2 separate regions of the Zea mays genome follow, and region 1 is linked to region 2. A link is a contact called in public Hi-C data. All regions are on one chromosome and are shown on one strand. The core of a region is the stretch at or near the end of the contact, and the rest is flanking DNA. Distances in the headings are between cores, read along the strand shown. Region 1 holds the start of LOC100193164 (calcium ion binding protein). Region 2 holds the start of LOC100501171.

Region 1 (4,148 bases), core at 1,352-3,851, 530 kb before region 2:
TAAAAGGAAGGTCCAAGACTCCCGTACGAGAAGGTTGGCCGCGCGGGAGGACGGGCCGGCGCGTATAAGCCTCCCATGTGTGGTTATCCTAACTTACAAATATAAAGGGGTACGGTCGATTGAGAAACCCCGAACACATTCCAATCGAACCAATGTATTGCTTTCTTTATCAGTCCTTTATCATTCCTGTCGTGGGACTAGATATAGCATAACTTTAGTTATAACTTTCCACATATCCTCTCCATCCCTATCCGACTCTACGTCATCTAGATCTGTCTTGTGGGCCCTGCCGACCCCAAGACGAACTTAAGATCATACCCCTCCCAAGAGGAAAGACTCACTTTATCGACTTGATTTTATAATTCCTAGGCAACTCTACGTCATCTGGGGACGTTGCGGGTGATTTGCTGACTTAAGACACCCTAAGATCTCTTTCCCAGGGGACTAGATCTATGTTTCTGCGAGGAAAAATACGACCCTGCGCCATTACGGACTGTCCAGCCCAGAGCGCAGGCCGTCTGGAGCGATGTAGAAAAGAAGTCGTTCCTGCAGGTGAGGTCGCGACCCATTCATTACCGTCGTAGAGGGCACTGTTAGACTGTACACTCCTAGTGTTTGGTGCGCGCCAACACATTGATTATGGGTATTAATTTTTTTTCTAATTTAAGGTCAGGTCAAGCCCAACTAAGTTCGATAAAAATAGTTATTTTATTATCATTAGCACGAGCACCTTGCAACAAAACTTTTTTGTCCCTTTATAGCACAAATACACGTTGTCTACTAATATATAATTATTGATAAAAAATTTATCATTAGAAAATTTTCTAATTAATAAAATAAAGTAACCTCATGTAGTATCAACTTTTCATACGATGGCCTGTCAGAAAAAAAACGTTTCAAAAGATGAGAGCCGACGTCATGTTATGTTTCCTTGGTGCATTGGCACCAGGGTGCCCAAATCTTCTGTTAGTAAATTGACTAATATTTATCACATATAGTATGAAGAATTTATAATTTTGCTACAGTGGCGTGGCACTTTCACTTTAATGTTAGTTTTATCTTAGACTAGTTGGTTACCTGTGCTTTGCGACGGCTTACAACAATATCCACGTAAATTATCCACCAAAAAGATCTTAAGGTTTTTTATTGATTGTCTCCGCACCAGGCGTCAATCCGAGAAGGGTGAGAGAATGCGAGTGTCTTCCATCACTGGACCCGCCGAAGCGACACAACACCCCCACCAACTCCGTAGCATATGCCGACTCCTGCCACGCTATGGACCTTGGTTGTCCAATATCTCAGACCTGGACTCCTCATCGCCAAGATAACCTATGCCACGCTATGGGCCTTGGTTGTCCAATATCTCAGACCTGGACTCCTCATCGCCAAGATAACCTAAGCGTAGCAGGCGCCACCATGTCCTCCTCGACGGCACGCACGGAGAAAGGCTAGGAGCATGACCGACTCGCGTCATACCCGCGTCAACGAGTGTCGGTCGGCTCACGGCTGTGACCGTGGGCGGGGGCAGTAGGTTGGGGAGGAAGAACAGAGCGAAGGCCGGGAACACGAACGGGATGTCCGACGACGGCGAAAATGATGGTGCACGCATGATGTGAAACATCCTCGTGGACGTGCAATAGCCACTGCGCGAATCGGTGTCGAGGCTGGTGTCGGACGAATACGGGTAGGAGGCGCATGCTCCTGCGCCCTCGGCCGAGAATGGGGTGGCGCAGAGGTGGAGGCATGAGGGGAGAGAGAAAAGAAGTAGAATGGCGAACGAGGTAGTGGCAACTGAGGCGAGGACCATCATTATCGTGCGGAGGTATAGATGGCCAAATATGTCGTGTCTGGCGAGCCGGCCCGAGGCATGACCCATTTAATATATAGTGCCTAGGCCAACCCGGCACGAGCGTCGTGCGGTGCTTGGGCCGTAGCCTCAGGCCGTAGTGCTGATCCGACCCGACACGATTATTTTTTTTTATTTTACAAAAAATCACATATACATATTTACAACTTATATTCAATATTATAAACATTTGAGCATGATGTTCTACTGGTTCGACAGATTTGTCTAGTGTCTCCCACCCTTCTTGCTTCACGGTGTGAGTTCAAACCCCACCTCTTGCACTGCTAAACTGGTGTTTTAAGTATAGTAGAGAGTAGAGATATAGATAATTAGAGCATTTGTTGATCAACATATAATAATGTTTAAAATTTAAAATACCTCCATGCCTAGTAGAGAGTAGAGATATAGATAATTAGAGCATTTGTTGATCAACATATAATAATGTTTAAAATTTAAAATACCTCCATGCCTTATACTATTTTGAGACTAGGATGCTCGCTAGTGGGTGCTCGCTAATGTTGTTTGTGCTAGCCTTGTATATCTTATCTTCTATTTTAAATTGTATTTTATAAATAGTACAGTGCAAAATATTGTACATGGTGTGCTGGCCACAACCTAATAAAGTTTAAAAGAAAATTTTGGAATATTTGTGCAATGCTGACATCAGCAGCAGGAGGAACGCGTGTTGGATGGAGTTGGCGCGCCGCGGGCGTTTCGCGCGCCGCGCGCATGCGTTTCACCGGGCGCCTGCTCTCGCAGTAGTCGTAGGCTGCCCACGGCCCTCGGCGCCGAACACGCATCTGCTTCTCCTCTCGATCCCATCCGCATTCCCATCCCATCCACTCCACCACCAGATCCCCGCGAGCGTAGCCTCTCCTCCTCCCCTCTCACGTCCCACCGCATGCGCAACACGCGCCTGCCTTCCCGGTCCAGCCCCCTGCCCCCAGGTGTTGCGTCCCCCGTCGATCGCCACTCGACCCTGCTGGTGGAGTGAGTGCCGGTGATCCATCCGGAGTTGGATTTGTCCTCGGTAAGGAGATCCGTTCATTTTGTGCCGTGGAATATTGATGTTTTCGCTGCTGTGGGCACCTGAATTCTCAAGTTCCTTTCTAATGATCTTTCTGATCTGCTGGTTAATCGTTACCCATTTTTAATGCATGGTGCTTCCATCGTTACCTGTTTTCGACTGAATTTGATTGATATAGGTTAGATTTACTATGTAAATAACTTGTTACATTTATAAGGACAAGATCTTGTTCTTAGCACCATGATTCTTAGGTGTCTTTATTTCATCTCTTATATAAATCATGTCTCAAACTGTCTTTTATGGTTTTTGAGGTCACTGCCTTTCATTGTGGCCGTACTAGATTCATCTCAAATCTAGGCTACAGTGGATATTGCTAATTTGTAATTTCTCACCATGAATATTATTTATGTCTCCAGGCAAGGAGGTTTTGCACCATACAAGATCGTCAAAATTGCCGAAATGGGAGGTATAATTAGTGGGGACTCGCCTAGGCACAGCTCACCAGCATCGAAGTTAGAGAAAAAGATGGTTGACGCTATGCAACAGAGGGCATTAAAAGGAACCTCTGTGAAATCATTCAATAGTGTCATCATGAAATTTCCTAAAATCGACGAGAGTTTGAGAAACTGCAGGACTATCTTCCAGGAATTTGGTGAGCTTTACCCCTTTATCTGAACCAACACTATGGTACCGTGCATTTAAATGTCAAAACTTCACATAAAACTTGATGTATAGTTGAAATATGTAAATTTATTTAGAGGTAGCCCTGAACAAGTTATGAACTTTGGGTAGTCTTTATTCTACAATATTGTTTTTGAATTATAGTTTATTTTTACTTCATCTGATGTATAACTACTGGATAAAACTAACTGTTGGGGACTTGTTCTCAAATGCTAAGAGTTAAGAACAAGGCAACATAAAAAGTGTTAAATATTAAAGTCCTTCGTCCTTCAAGACATTATGTCCCTTCGGATATAATGAATTCCGGACGAAGGTTGTGAAGGAAAAAACCTTCGTAAGCACAATAAATGATAAGGAAGAATTCATATACGAAATACGAAAAATAATATAAACATTATCATCAACTTATTTTTATTTGCATTACCATATCTAGAATAACAAATTATAAATGTATCTTCGGTTTGACGGAAAGTAAGGGTACAGGCGTGATGTAAAAAGCGAATGCCAAGTCAGCGTGAACAGTACGGGGGTACTGTTCATCTATTTATAGGCAAGGGACGCAGCCCATGTAGAATTACATTCATGCCCTTTACA
Region 2 (4,293 bases), core at 1,186-3,685:
AAAAAGTACTTATGGGCCTTCATAGCTTTTGGGAATCAAAAGATATGACTGTTTCTTCTGGACGGTTCTATTGCGCTGGACTGACTCGGACATAGCTCTTCTTGTTGACTCGTCCTTGATATGTTTTGTCCTTCCTCTTTGGTAAACCTAAGTAATATCAACATACACGACTTAGGTAGCATAAAGTTTTCATTAGTGTTTAATTGAAATTCATAAAGTAGCGCGTGCACCTCTTGCTGTAGCTTCTTAGCTCGGCTACGTGTAATTGGTCCATCAAAGACTTGGGCTGGTGATGATGTTGGTTGTTCTTGAGTTGATGTACTATGACTTGGTGGTTGTAACATGTTGCTTAATAGCGTGATCATAACACCGGTGCACTGTCCGGTGCACCACTAGCTGTTGGATCTGTCAGTTAGAGTTGATCTTTAGCGTTGTCAGCCTTGCATTCGACAGTCCGGTGTCACACCAGACAGTTCGGTGGCTCTCCGTCATAGTGCCACCAGGAACTAACTGTTAGGCTACTGTTCCCTGGTGTGTACCGGACAGTCCGGCGGTGTGCCACCGGACAGTCCGGCGCTCTCAGCAATTCCATCGTGAACCACGTACTTCCAATTTAGCATACTCATTCATTCATGATAAAATTTTAAGTCAGATATCGAAAGTCCTGACTTACAAGTAGCATGTGTAAAATATCTTTTTGACCAAAAATGTATTTCCAATCCCATGTTGGGTAGAGGCCGCTAAGCCGACGAAAACCCTACTTCACTATCAATTGTCTTGGCACAACATAAGCATGTATGATAATATAGCAATGATTTAATTAGAAGACAGATTAAGAGGGTTTCATGAAAGATGGAAAAAAATTATTTAGATGAGACTTAGGATGCAGCGTTTGATAGACATGTTAAGGAAAGTAGTGCACATGCGGCAGAAATCAACGATGATTAGAGCCGAGGTTACCTTACTGTGGACCTGTAGTTAGCGGTTGCTAGTGGTGTCATGTCTAGTCCGCGTAGACTCCTCGTCGCTACTGACTAGCGCTGAGCAGCAACGGATGGTTGGTAGCGTGGAGCGAGGTAGCCCGCGGCCGCGCCGGAATGGAGGAAGCTTTCCCCTTTCCCGCCCGCGTCCCTTTTTTTTTTCTTCTTCGGGGGCGGACCTATCCATCTCCTCCCCCGACTCCCCCGTCGCTCAACTCGGCAACCGGAAGCGGACAGCGCACTCGGCCGACAATGCCGGTTTCAGCTCACGCCTCCGGCCCTCTGACGGGTCCATGTCGGGGCGAATCCTTGCTCTGCGCCTCGGACGGGACGGGGAGGGGCTGCCTGCGCCTGCGCGCGCGGGGATCAGCCGACCACGAGACCACACGATCGATTACAAACACGTCTCTCCCCGCTGCTGCAATCGCAAAACCCCAGCCACCTTTTTTTTCCGCCGGCCTGCGCCGATCCATATCCGCCGCAGTCCAGCCGCAGCGATTCTCCACCTTGATCCAGCTGCCGCCGCTCTAGCTGCTCGCTCGTTCCACACCTTTCCTCTTTTTTTCCCTCCCTTCTCAGCGTCCTCGCTCGCTCGTCCAGTCCAGCTCCGTCCGTGCTTGCCTCCTCCGGCTTCGGACTCCCAATGGCCATGCTGAGGGTGTGGGAGTGGGACTGGGACGTCGACCTCGACTCGGTGCTCGACTTCGTGCTCTGGTGCCTGCCCCTTCTCCTCGTCGCCTGCCTCATCGGCAGCCGCGTCGTCACGGGAGGCCAGCTCGACCCCGTCGCTGACGCCGCCGCGGCTGCCGCCGCTGCCGTCGCGATCGCCAATGTCCTAGCGCGCCGGCTCAAGCTCCGCTGCTTCTGGCGCCGCAAGAATTGAAGGTGTGCCATGATCCTCCGCTGCTCTGTTCTCAGTACTCCGTAGGCTCCTAGGCGAAGCGCAGAAGGCCGCAGTTCGCCGATCTGAGCTTCACTTGCTGTCTTGCGGATGCCTGTGGTCGGCTTCGGTTGTTGCAGGTCAGCGTTGCGCTGTCCATGAATATTAAGGAAGGATTTGCTCTCGTGTTCGTCTCTCGGCTCGCACACCTTTGATTCTTGTTTCTAAATCGATCGATTTGTGCCTGGATGCATCGTGCCTGTATTGAGCTTCCCCGCCGGTGGAGGTTCGTTTCCGCACTGGACCGGATCGGCGTACGTGTCGCCCCCGGGGACCCATCGGAGATTCGGAGGGGAGACCGCAGAGGAGGTGGATGCTTGCCGCTAGATCAGCATGGAATAGGTGACTGTTCCTGTTGTCATCATCCACCTTTCAGGCCAGCTGGCCAGGCTAGGCTTGGTGTCCTTGTCAAGTTCTTGCCGCCGCCGCCGCCTCACAGATTGTAGCTGGACTCGCCGCCGAGAATGATCAGCGTCAAGGCACCATGGAAACTTTTGTGGTCTCTGACCGGTTTCCCTTACTTTCTTTCCGGAGAAAATTTTGAGGGTGACATTTGTGGTGGTTTCGTCTTCGGGTGGCCAACTGGCCATGGCATACCTGTCTCGGTTCTTCCGTCAGTGTCATGCTCGAACTTATCTCGCTACAGTGGTCCTGTAGCATCCTGCATTTGCCACGGCCATTTTTTATCACTTGTTCGTTGCACCTCTTAGATTTTATATATATATATATATATATATATATATATATATATATATATATATATATATATATATATATATAATAGGTATATGCCCGTGCGTTGCTACGGAGTTAATATTATAAATTATAATATTTTTTGTATATTAATGTAATTTATCATAGCAACACACGAGCATATATCTAGTTAGATTCTTATGTGGTGAGGTCACAACTATTTAATTCCATTATGCTCTATAGGTTGCATGTACACGAGATAGTTCACGGGCAACATACTGATGAAGTGGTTCCTAAAGAGCTTCGGGCTATATGACAGTAACATATTGATGAAGTGGTTCCTGATGCAAGAACATACTGATGAAGTGGTTCCTAATTCAAGAGCCGAAGTTACTCAAGGACTGGTACCGACATCAATGACAAGGATTGAAGAAGTGGTGACTGGAGGGCTGGGGTTGTCTCATAACAGATTGCTACGACAGAAGATGGTAGTACTATTTCAGCAGGAGCAACGTCGTCTCCACGCATTGTTAGATGTTTAGTTAAAAATCACCCTGAAGAAGAAGAAAGTGTAATCTGGCCACTGAAATTGTAATATGTGAAGTGCAGTGTGTACCGATACGTGAACTTGTTTGAAACTGTAATTTGTGAAATGAACTACTGTTCTCTAGTGAAAATAGTCTATAATTCATTCAGTGATCTCAAGCACTGCTTCTAGTGAAAATACTCCTCTATTTCCCTTGTAATCTATGAACTGCAATTATTTCAGATTTATGTGAAAATAGTCACTTAAATATGCAGTTATTTTATATTTCTATGAAAATAGTCACTTGAATCTGCAGTTATTTCAGATTTCTATGAAACTGAACAATATTTATTTCTAAGAAACTATACAATAGTTTAAGACAAACTCAACAATAGTTCGTGAGAAACAGAAAAATAGTTTATGAGAGATTGAACAATAGTTCCTAAGAAACTGAAGAATAGGTCCTGAGAAACTATACAATAGTTCATAAGAAAATATGAGAAAATAGTCTCTAGTTCCTGAGAAACTTAAAAATAGTTCAGTGGAAACTGAACAAAAGTTCCCGAGATACTGAAGAATAGTTTCCGAGAAACTATAAACAGCCTCAGTAGTACTGAGAAAATAGCCTCAACAGTTATTTCAAATTTCATATAAACATAAGTACACGGACGTAGCCATTTAGAGCCACAATGTACACATATTGCTAGTACCTCATTCACATAAAGCAGTTTTTTCTTAAACATATGCTTTTTAGCCACAACAGGCACAAGTACATAGATTTAGCTAAGTAGCACAAGTGCAATGCATTACCTCATCACTACTACACTTAATACAAAAGGAACTACAGTGTGTACGCAGTACCACACAATTCACTAAATACAAAAGGAACTGCATTACCAAACAGTTCACTGAATACAAAAGTAACTGCATTACCAAACACACAGTACAACACTTAATGCAACCAACCAAAAGTAATACAAACAGACAGCATCCGCGGCGTAGCCCGCCTTGTGCGCAGCAAAGGCGACAAGCTACACAGCCGCGACGACCTTCTTCTCAGCGACCATAGCCGCGCTGCCGACTTCCTCCACAGCAACTGCGGTAGAGAACATTCATAATATTTTAGCATGTATTTTCAGTGCGTCCACTGTAAT

Evidence for each region. A called contact is a pair of places that touch in the nucleus more often than the background predicts.
Region 1: a contact with region 2 is called in a Hi-C map of bundle sheath, with 2.7 times the contacts expected there. The contact joins the promoter of LOC100193164 here to the promoter of LOC100501171 in region 2. A contact is called at or near these places in 2 of 25 Hi-C or Micro-C datasets (bundle sheath and ear).

The regions. Positions count from the first base shown.
Region 1 is chr5:121,826,648-121,830,795 of Zm-B73-REFERENCE-NAM-5.0, reverse strand. It overlaps LOC100193164 (calcium ion binding protein), which reads left to right and starts at 2,601. Exons shown (of 5, transcript NM_001138320.1): 1 at 2,601-2,876; 2 at 3,290-3,525. The coding sequence starts at 3,333.
Region 2 is chr5:121,293,248-121,297,540 of Zm-B73-REFERENCE-NAM-5.0, reverse strand. LOC100501171 reads right to left here and starts at 2,435. Exons shown (of 1, transcript NM_001195963.1): 1 at 1,092-2,435. The coding sequence starts at 1,874. The coding sequence ends at 1,347. It overlaps LOC103626832 (a long non-coding RNA gene), which reads left to right and starts at 1,232. Exons shown (of 2, transcript XR_553179.2): 1 at 1,232-1,865; 2 at 2,857-3,422.